Linked DNA regions of Mus musculus: regions 2 and 3 are each linked to region 1. Evidence: chromatin contacts called from public HiChIP or PLAC-seq and Micro-C data. All regions are on one chromosome and are shown on one strand. Each heading gives the region's core, a stretch centred on a gene start, on an enhancer-like site or on the middle of the called end of the contact. The rest is flanking DNA. Distances are from core to core; before and after follow the strand shown.

Region 1 (3,088 bases), core at 222-2,721:
GGCCCCACTGCTTGGCTACCCACCTATCAGACCATCACTGAAGCAATGGGGCAGAGTGCCCTGGTTTTTAAGGTCAGCAAATGTGGAACACTGACTGGGTCCATGCCCATGGATGGGAAACATGTATTTGAGGCATGTAAGTTGGTGGCATCTGTGAACTCTTATCTGTGTAAGGCCCCAGTTCTAGGCAGATACATCTTTCTGAGGCTGCCATCCAACCCCTTGCATGAGACATGGACACAGAGTAGCAGAGGAGGGAAGGGCTGGGAAGACACTGCAGGTGGCAAGAAAGGTTTGGGCTGGGCAGAGCTGGCTTATTCCACTGTGGAACTGTCTCCCATGGTTATCTGAACCCCCATGTCAGTTTGCCGTTACCTAACTCTCCCATGAGGTACCACAAAGGCACCATTCACCAGGGCTCTAGCTCTTTCTGCACCTTGAAACCTTGGATCTCTGTCCAGGAGGCAAAAGTCTTTCAGCCCTCCTCCCAGCAGGCCATTCTCTGAGGCCACAAGAGCAGCAGCAAGTCTCTTGATACCCATTGCAAATCCCTTCTCCTCTTCAAGTTCCCTCAGGTTCAAGCCAGTCCCTCCTTCCTAAATGCAAATGCTCTCCTCGGTGAACCTTCCAGATTCAGAGTCGAAACAGAAATGTGATGTCATTTCTCACTGCTCCCGCCTCACCTAGTGGCCGTCACCCTTAAAGGAGATGCCAATCCCACTTCAAGAGACTGGGTCTCTAGCTCAAGTGCCTCATCTCTTGTCTGTCCATTCTGTTTGTGGGCCCAGTCCCAGGACAGAATCATCCCTGTCAGGGCCACCTTGCCTGGCATGGTGCCTCCTAAGGACAGAGAAACCTTGGGGCTAGGCTGCCTTCATTAGCTCCCCAGGGCAGCCATGGGCATGACAACTCTCCAGGACACACCGTTTGCTCTATGAAAGCTGGAACTTTGGGCCTTTCCTTTTCCAAGAGAGCCTCTGATCTCTGGATATTCACACTACGACATCGAGGGCATGTTGGATCCTAGGGTCACAGCGCCTCATCTCTCATCTGTCCATTCTGCTATGGACTGGGAAGGCTGGTTTTGGATGGATGGATACCCCAGAAACTGTAGAATCTGGCTGAACCAATGGTGGGACTGGGGTGGGGCCTGAATTTTCTCTGGAGGTGACCAAGTCCCTAGTGCCCAGATGACTAGACCCAGGGTTTGACCATTTTCTGCCTTTAGCCTTCGTGACCCGGAGAGCCACTCCTGATCCTGCATAGGCAGAGGCCAGAGCTGTGAGAGACACCCTGCCTTGGCTCAGTGCCAGTATTACACTTGGGGGAAGGGGGGAGAAACAAAACAAAACCCCCAAACAAACTCAAATCCAAAAAACAAAAGGCAGCTGCCAGCAGAAGGGAGGCTGAGTAACAGCCGGGCTGAGTCATGGCAGGAGGAGGCATTTGGTATGAGCGGGAGAGTATTCGGCCAGCTAGGAGCAGCCTCCTTAGGCCTAGAGGGAAGGGGAGGAAGGGGAGGCCCACATGCTGCCCTCTCTGGACGTCTGAGGTACTAGTCAGCATCTCTATAGAACACAGAGTCTTCACAGGTCCACATGCTAGGGATGGCATGGGGCAGACCAGCTCCCCACCCCCGCCTTGCATCGGGAAGCTCGGGCCCAGGTGCCACCCAGACCTCCTCAGTCTTGCCTCAGCCCAGTCTTAGAGGTAACAGACATAAACCATTACAAGGTGGTTGTAGGAATGAAGAGAGCCGCCTCAAGCACACAAGCTCTGGCTGCAGGCCTTCGGACCTGGGGCACCTGATGGACACGCTGGCAAGGCTGCTGGCTGGCGCCCTGCTCTTTCCTTGACAACTTTCCCACAGTTCCTCCGTAATGCCCCTGGAGGACCTGCCTTACCATAACTCTCCAGGATGGATTCTGTTTACCTCTTCCTTGAGAACTGAGGTTCCTGGCTCTTCTGTAAGTCCTGAGTGCAGTAGACATGGCTTTGGGGATAGCCGGGAGAGAAGTGGATTTCTGACCCCAGCTAGTGTCCTGGCCAGAAGACTGGGCAGCCCCTCGCCCCTGTGGTTCCAGTTGCTGCCGGTGTGGCTAGGGACAGTTGGTAAAGAACCCTGCCCAGCACCGTGACCTCAACTAACACAGCACAAAGACTAGCCCTCAGGGAGCCTTGGGTGAGCCTGGTAGGGTGTGCCAGTGTGTCTTCACTGTACCACCCCCTAACAGACAAGTGTCTGTGTGCTGGTGACACCCTCATCCTACTGAAGCTTCAAGTTTGGGAGCTGGCAGATGTCTGAGGATGGTTTTCTGTCAGGCATTGGGAACCTGAAAGAAAGAAGTCACCCAAGACCACCCAGCCAGGTTTGCTGGGAAAGGCTAACCCTGCTCCATGAGATACCTCACCTCTCTTCCGAGGATGGGCAGGGACTCCACAAACTCATTGGCTTTACCCCACTCAGAACTCGTGTGGTCCCAGCCTCTCCTTCAGATGTGGTCTGCTCCCTGCTCGCTCTAGCGGGTGCCTGCCTCTCCCGCCCCCAAGCTCCCTGCGGGAAGGGGTTCCTATGGCACCCCTTCCCCCGCACACACTTAGCTCACTGGAAGCCATCTGCCCGGAGATGGTGGCAGCAGATGCCTCAATGCACAGCGGTGCCTGAAACATAGTCGGCCCAGTGCCCAATCAACCTGGGCCCGTCCCATCAGGGCAGGGGCTGTGGCCAGAGGCGTTTTTTTGCACAGTGAGGACAGGCAGGTCCTGGATCCAATGGCATTTCTAGGATATACATACCAAGTTGGTTTCCAGGCCTAGACTGGGAAAAAGAGCCCTTAGCCTCATCCCTGCCAAGGATGTCTGAAAGCCAAACCTACTTCTTCAGCCTCAGGAAGAGGGTAATGGAAGAGGAGCCAGACGTGAGACAGGACCTCTGTGGGCCACAGCACCTCCAAAGCATGGTGGTACACACCTGTAATTGGGAGCGGAGGCAGGAGTTCCCGGCCATGGGCAACAAAGGGAGACACTATCCCAGTACACAATGAAAAGATAAAAAGACAAGACTCGGGTTGAGCCTGGAGTCCTCTGG
Region 2 (3,088 bases), core at 243-2,742, 200 kb before region 1:
GTCCCACTGAACCAGGCCAGAAAAGTGGGGGAGAGGGCAAGTGGGTATAAAGAGGAGCAGAGGCCCTAGATAACGGGGAGAGAGAGAAGACCCCAGGGAGCACACGGCTGAAATGGAGGAGAGATGGGGAAGCGCAGCGAGGCACTGGGTGAGGCTGGGGATGAGGAGCAGGCAGTGCAGTTGGAAGAACTAAGAGGAGTCACAGAACCAAGTGAGCCTGGTGGCCAGAGTGTGCTTTGGTGTGCTAATAGGCACCACAAATAGCTATCTGTCCTAGGTTTCTTTGGGACCTGACAAAGAGGAGCCAAAAGGGGCTCAAAATTGGCTATTTATTCTCTTTGTGAACACACAAGGAAAGCAGAAAATGTTTCTATTTACTACCAAGAGAAATAACAAGGAAATCATAAACCAAATTCAAGTTATCTTCATGGTTTGCAAGCCCTAGAGGTGGCCAGGTCTCCATAGCAAAGCTGCCTTCTTCACTTAATGCAAACAAAGACTCAGCTGTCCTTGGAGGCTAAACACTTAAGGTAGAGTGTGGACTGAGAGAAGTGACTGCCAGGAAGAAATGCTACCTGTACCTGAAGGCTCTTAGAGTGCTTCCCTACCAGAGACCTGAGATGACTAAGGCGGAAAGGGAAGGGAAGTCTCCAGAGAAGGCAGACTATGCTCATTAGGTGACAGCAGTGGGGACCACGGCTTCCCTCCAGCACTGACCTTACTGATTAGCAGCCTTTTCCTCCCTCAGAATCTTACTGGGCAACATGAGAAAAGTCAATTAACCTTAGTGCATATGCATATTCCCTATAAGTCAGTATGTGTGTACACTCCCTATGAGTCAGTGTATATTGCACACTCCCTATGAGAAAGTGCGTGTGCACACTCCCTATGAGTCAGTGTATTGCACACTCCCTATGAGAAAGTGCATGTGCACACTCCCTATGAGTCAGTGTATTGCACACTCCCTATGAGAAAGTACGTGTGCACACTCCCTATGAGTCAGTGTATTGCACACTCCCTATTTATTTCCAAAAGGCCCAAACACCATCACTGCTCATGACCCTGTTCTTGGAACACTCCTAAACAGTGCATGTTCTCAACCTCCTCGGTCTCACAAAGGAGCCAGAGCAGGCCCAAGCCTCACGGTCACAGCTCCAATTCACATCTCTCACGGATCAAACCAGATTCTGACCCTGTCCAGAGTCTGCTACAAGGGTGGGTGTGTCTCTGTTCCTGCACAGTGACCTCTCCCATCTAAATTAACTTCAAATTCAGGAACTGCAGCTGCAGGACTTCAGCTCTCAGAGCAGTGAGGAGGGCAGGGCCAGCAGCTCAGCTGGAACACGATTCAGTGCCTATCCTGTGCCTCCTGGTGGTAGAGGCTGCAGAGGCCGGGGATCTCTGAGAGTCTGAGGTCACCCAGGTCTACAGAGTGAGCTCCAGGACAGCTAGGATTACGCAGAGAGACACTGTCTCAAAAATGGAAGGAACAAAAGAATGGGGGGGAGGGGAGATGACAACAAGAGGCCACATCAAATAAAGAAGAGATCACTCAGACTGAGGGCAGGCCTACCCTCCAGGAGCCACAGCCATCTATTCTGAGGAGGTCTGCATGGACATCTGCCATCACTGCTAGTCTCTGATGGAAACACCCGGAGCTCCCTGCTCTCTACTCCCACTAATTCCTTTCTGTGGCAGTGGCTTCGTGAACTCTGCACCTCTGCATAGTTATCGAACTGCATTTGTAAGGCTCCATTGAAAACTCATCTACTGCCTGCAGATACTACACCTCACAGGAGTGTGGTTCTTCCAGAGCACACCCAAAGGCACAGAGTTGGAGTCATGCCAAGATCTTAATAAAATTAGGGATTCATTATTTCTGACCTTAGCTCTAGCAAGGTCTTATCTTGTGTGATTGAAAAAAAAATTTAAATTTAAAAAAAGTAGATTCAACCTCATTTCTTACCTATCACACTGGGAGGACACATTAATGGACCAGCATGAAAGGCACTTCGGATATTAATAATGTGCCTCCTGGGGGTTGACAGGAATTAATTAATATTTTTAAGGGCTTTGAAATGAGAAACACTAAATTAAATGTCACCACACCACGTAAGGTTTTGTTTCAAAATGAGGATGCCTGGATAATGGCTCTGTGGAGTGAAAGGCACAGCAGCAGGTGAGACATCAAGGAGTTTGGGGGATTTATGGGTGTTTTCATTGGGCATTCAAAACAACAAAACTCCCCAAAACACCACCCATCACACTAGGCATTCCTCCTAAAAAGCTAAATCTCACAATGTAATAAAATAGGCCACGTGGGTTTTGGAGCCTGCAGCAGAGAAGGAGAACATAACAATGAATAACTTGGTGCAAGGGAAGCCTGGTGCTCTGGACTCCATTCCTTTCCAGTGATAGCCTCCAGCCAACATCTGCCTGGGTGACAGCACACAGCTTCCTAGGCTAGTGAGGTCCAGGAAGGGCTCCTGAGAAGGGACTCTGCAGTCCCTGCCATGTTCTTCACTGATCTGACTCTCTCTCACACAGGGACAGTAGAGGCCACTATAGGCCACCACAGTGTAAGAAGGCTAGGCTGCCGAGCTGGAGGATGGTGTTGCTCCCATCACAAAGGCAGCTGTGTGGGCCCATCACAAACTTGGGTTGCAGTAATATGCTTCAAGGAGAGCCACAGCCATGACAAGAAGAGGAAAAGGGCTGCATGCAGAAAGAGTCTCCTCTTGACAAACTCCTAGCTGGGCTCGGAAACCCTGTGAAGCAGTGGCAACATGTCCTCTATCTCTCTAGGACTTCCAGCACCACTGCCCTCTTCAACCAGGACTGTGAGAATGGAGCCTGTCTTTGCCAGTTTTGTTTGTTTGTTTGTTTGTTTTTTGAATTTTGTTTTTTATATAAATAAACCTCCCAGTGTAGTGGCACTAGCCTTTGTACTTGGAAGGTTGAAACCATGGGCTCAGAGCCTCCACTTTTCCTTATTGTTGAGAGTTGTTTTAGGGGTTCCCTGCAGATGATGCACTGCCCTGACAGCTAACTTCTGATCCAAGCCATGGACAAGAACATGTTAAGAAAC
Region 3 (3,088 bases), core at 298-2,797, 160 kb before region 1:
AAGCATGGTTTCTTTGTCAAAATCTGTCAAACAGAAACGCTGACCTCATCGGGAGGGCAGAGTGGTGAGAGAGATCCTTGGGAGGCTATGAGGAAAGGACTGAGCCCTCTTTACAAGATGAGCAGCAGAGGTGGAGAGGTGCTTGCTCTTCAGACAATACTAGAGACAGGGAGACAGCAAGCAGGATGAGGAGGGTAGGTATGAAGGAACTCTCTGGGGTAGAAAGTTTCAGAGTGGCAGCGTGTGTGTCCTAGTGTGGCTTGGGGACCACTCAGGAAGAAGGCTGGGCATCAAGGACCCTCTGGGTGCTGGGGCTGACCTGCTCAATATTATTCCCATCAGCCCTCCACTTACCGTTTGTCTGTTTGTTTGTTCCCAAACAGGGTTTCTCTGTGCAGCCCTGGCTGTCCTCAGCCCACTCTGTAGACCAGGCTAGGTTCCAACTCAAGAGATGCCCCTTGCCTTTGCCTCCCAAGTACTGGGATAAAAGGTCTACACCACCATGCCCACCCCAGCTTCAACTTCCATTTTCAGTCTGAGAAGAATGAAGCAGTAGCACTTGAAGTCAGGGTAAAGGGCTAAAGAATGTCACTGTTAAATCTGGCCAGACCAAAGCCAAGAGTCTCTCCACAGCCGCTAAGCTACCTGCCCTCTCACCAAGGCAGAGACAGCAAGGCCGAGGGCAATCCTCAGAGCCTGATGCAGCACAGCAAGGGAGGGAGAGGAGGAGCAGTGGTGGACGGCTGGAACCTACTCTGTGCACCACTCACCCTTCCCACTGCCTCTGAGAGCGAGCCTTTGACACAGGGACTGCAAATAACGCCACTTTCAAGAAAGCTGGAGTCCCACAGCACTCTAGTCACACAGCATGATACATCCTGCAGGTGAAAGCAGACGCATCTCCACAACCTACCTTTCTCTAAAGTATGTGTAAGCTTTCAAAAGAATGGGTAGTCAAGAGATGGCGACTCCTTTGTGCTCTCATTAGCTAAAATGGCAGCTTAGGTTTGCAAGTTTGGAACTGGTTTTAGATCTAAGTTCCACATCCAGAGGGCTGTTGTAACACCGTGGCCTTTGGGGACAGGGCAAGACAGGAAGTGCGTGGGCAGGGCTGACTAATAAGCCTTTCGGCTGAAGAGCATCCATCGGAATTGTCCCTGAACATGCTGCATGGAAAGGCTGTCAGGCAAGAAGAGAGGAAAGAGGAGGGGAAACAGGCTGGTACAAGATTATGGCCAGAGCAGAAAAACATGCAAAATGTTTGTCTTGGGGACAGTTGCTAACATCTGGGCAGGAAGCAGCTAAGGGAGACTATCACAACACAATGGTTAACCCCAAGACTGCCACAAGACACATCTACACCATCTTACAAATTTAATGAGATCAGGGGCAAAGCGCATCACACAAGAGTTTGAATCATGTCAGTATGAGTCATTCAGCTACAATTCTGCCCGTGGCTAGGAGCCCTCACTTGCAGTTTGTCACAGAAACACAGACAGGTGGATCATGCCCAAGCTCTGGCTCCACAGAGAATCCAGCTATTTTGGAGGAAAGAGAAGGCTGCCAGCAGAGGAAGTCAGGAGGATAGCACAGTCATGACATAGGGGCAGCCTACAAAGGAGTGACATCGATGCCATGATAGTGCTGTGTCCAGATGGGCAGTACTGTTCTATCAAAATGTGATTGTCCCAAGCTGAGAGCCACCACTACTAGTTCAAGGCAGGCTACTCCACAGTGATCTCTGAGCACCCCCACTCCACCCCTGAGCTCCACTCGCTTCTTTTCAGGTTGTCCACATGCAACTCTGACGCGCTCCCGAGTAAGGCAGAGCACACTGACTTGCACCAGTACTGGTGTGCAGCACATCCCACTGTAAATCCCATAGAGAACACTAGGGTGGGGTGAGGAGGAGCACTAGCACCATCCGTCCCACCCCGCTCCTCCCTTAGAGCAGAGCAAGCATGTAGAGCCTTCTGACACAGGAACCAGGAGCAGTCCAGAGAAGAGGCTAGTAGGACCCCAAGCCCCTCTCGAGGGCTCTGAGGGTGTAGGCAGCAGGGAAGGAGAGAGAGAGCTGGAGCAGTACTCCATGCTTGACCCCTCAGGCTTCCCAACAACCTGCAGCTAGCCTGCTTAAGGGAGGAGGCACATAGGTCCAGCCCCTGCAACCCAGAAGTACGGACGTGCACATAAACACTAGGCTCTGCAAACACCTGTGCCTAAACCCCACAGGACAAGCCTGTAAACCCAACAGAAAGAAATGTGTCTGTCCCTGGCCACGTCAGCTCTACTTCCTAGAAAGCAGCTAACAAGGCATGTGTGCAGTCCAAGTGTACAACCCGATCACAAAGCTAAGATGGCTGCTCTTCAGAGGAGGAGTGTGCCCAGGAGCCTTGCTTTGCTGGAGAGAGACCCCACTTCCCAAGTCCACTGCTTGTTGAGAAGATCTATAAAAACATGTTTCATTCGTTGACTACAAATCCACTGTGACAGATACAAGAATGCACTGCAGAGGAGCTAAGATTTAAGACCTGCTGACTGCAGCCTCGGGAAACAGGAGTGTGTGGCTCCTACTGACCACTCAGCTCCCTGAAACGCCACGGTGACTGCACAGAGCCTTTGCCATTCATTCCTGCTGGCCAAGATGAGAAAGAGCTCCTACAGTTATGTGCACTCACAGCGAAAAGCCTGTCCCCTTGCCTGGCAAACAGGCCCGTTCAGTGGTCACCTCAGCTCCCTGCCAACTGTTACAGGTGCACCAACCCTCCTTACCTCCCACAGTAAACGGTAATGACTCCCACAGAACCTACCTGGGAGCCACAGGAGAGCTGGGACCTACCCCAGCAGAGTGCCTCCCACTCCATGCTTTAGGTAAAGGAGACCTGGCGAGTGCTCCATGTCAGCTACCTCAGCTCCTAAACTTGCATCTTGTGCTAAACTGCCAGCACCTCAATCTGTCAGGCAAACTCCTAAAAGCCCAAAAGCCTTTGCTCTCAGCTCCCATAAGACTTCCTCTTGAGGCTCATCATGACATAAGAGGGCTTTACTGGTGAATTTTCAACAGAAACCACGGCTGGCATTTTCCCTT

What was found. Hi-C and Micro-C count contacts between places; a contact is called where the count stands out from the background. HiChIP or PLAC-seq counts read pairs in DNA pulled down with a chosen protein or histone mark.
Region 2: a contact with region 1 is called in an HNF4G HiChIP or PLAC-seq map of pancreatic cancer cells. The contact joins two enhancer-like sites. A contact is called at or near these places in 1 of 15 datasets of contacts at CTCF or cohesin (embryonic stem cells), 12 of 484 Hi-C or Micro-C datasets (the C2C12 cell line, CD4 T cells, the N1E-115 cell line and 8 more), 7 of 115 datasets of contacts at active chromatin or transcription factors (bone marrow-derived macrophages, embryonic stem cells, microglia and 3 more) and 1 of 9 other capture datasets (pancreatic islet).
Region 3: a contact with region 1 is called in a Micro-C map of muscle stem cells, with 3 times the contacts expected there. The contact joins two enhancer-like sites. A contact is called at or near these places in 4 of 484 Hi-C or Micro-C datasets (bone marrow-derived macrophages, embryonic stem cells, muscle stem cells and 1 more), 3 of 115 datasets of contacts at active chromatin or transcription factors (bone marrow-derived dendritic cells and stem cell-derived neural progenitor cells) and 3 of 9 other capture datasets (adipose tissue, embryonic stem cells and liver).

The regions. Positions count from the first base shown.
Region 1 is chr11:119,515,559-119,518,646 of GRCm38.p6, reverse strand. No RefSeq gene overlaps it. Among named protein-coding and RNA genes, the nearest start is that of Gm39484, 6.1 kb to the left of the region's middle. Within about 2 kb of position 1,471, at least 70 of the 459 cell types and tissues checked have an H3K27ac peak or open chromatin away from gene starts, as enhancers often do. A contact at or near this core is called in the C2C12 cell line, muscle stem cells and pancreatic cancer cells, where this site is marked.
Region 2 is chr11:119,713,870-119,716,957 of GRCm38.p6, reverse strand. All of the region lies in intron 3 of Rptor (regulatory associated protein of MTOR, complex 1), which reads right to left. Among named protein-coding and RNA genes, the nearest start is that of Rptor, 110 kb to the right of the region's middle. Within about 2 kb of position 1,492, at least 46 of the 459 cell types and tissues checked have an H3K27ac peak or open chromatin away from gene starts, as enhancers often do. A contact at or near this core is called in the C2C12 cell line and pancreatic cancer cells, where this site is marked.
Region 3 is chr11:119,675,345-119,678,432 of GRCm38.p6, reverse strand. The region is part of intron 3 of Rptor (regulatory associated protein of MTOR, complex 1); the gene reads right to left. Among named protein-coding and RNA genes, the nearest start is that of Rptor, 74 kb to the right of the region's middle. Within about 2 kb of position 1,547, at least 131 of the 459 cell types and tissues checked have an H3K27ac peak or open chromatin away from gene starts, as enhancers often do. A contact at or near this core is called in muscle stem cells, where this site is marked.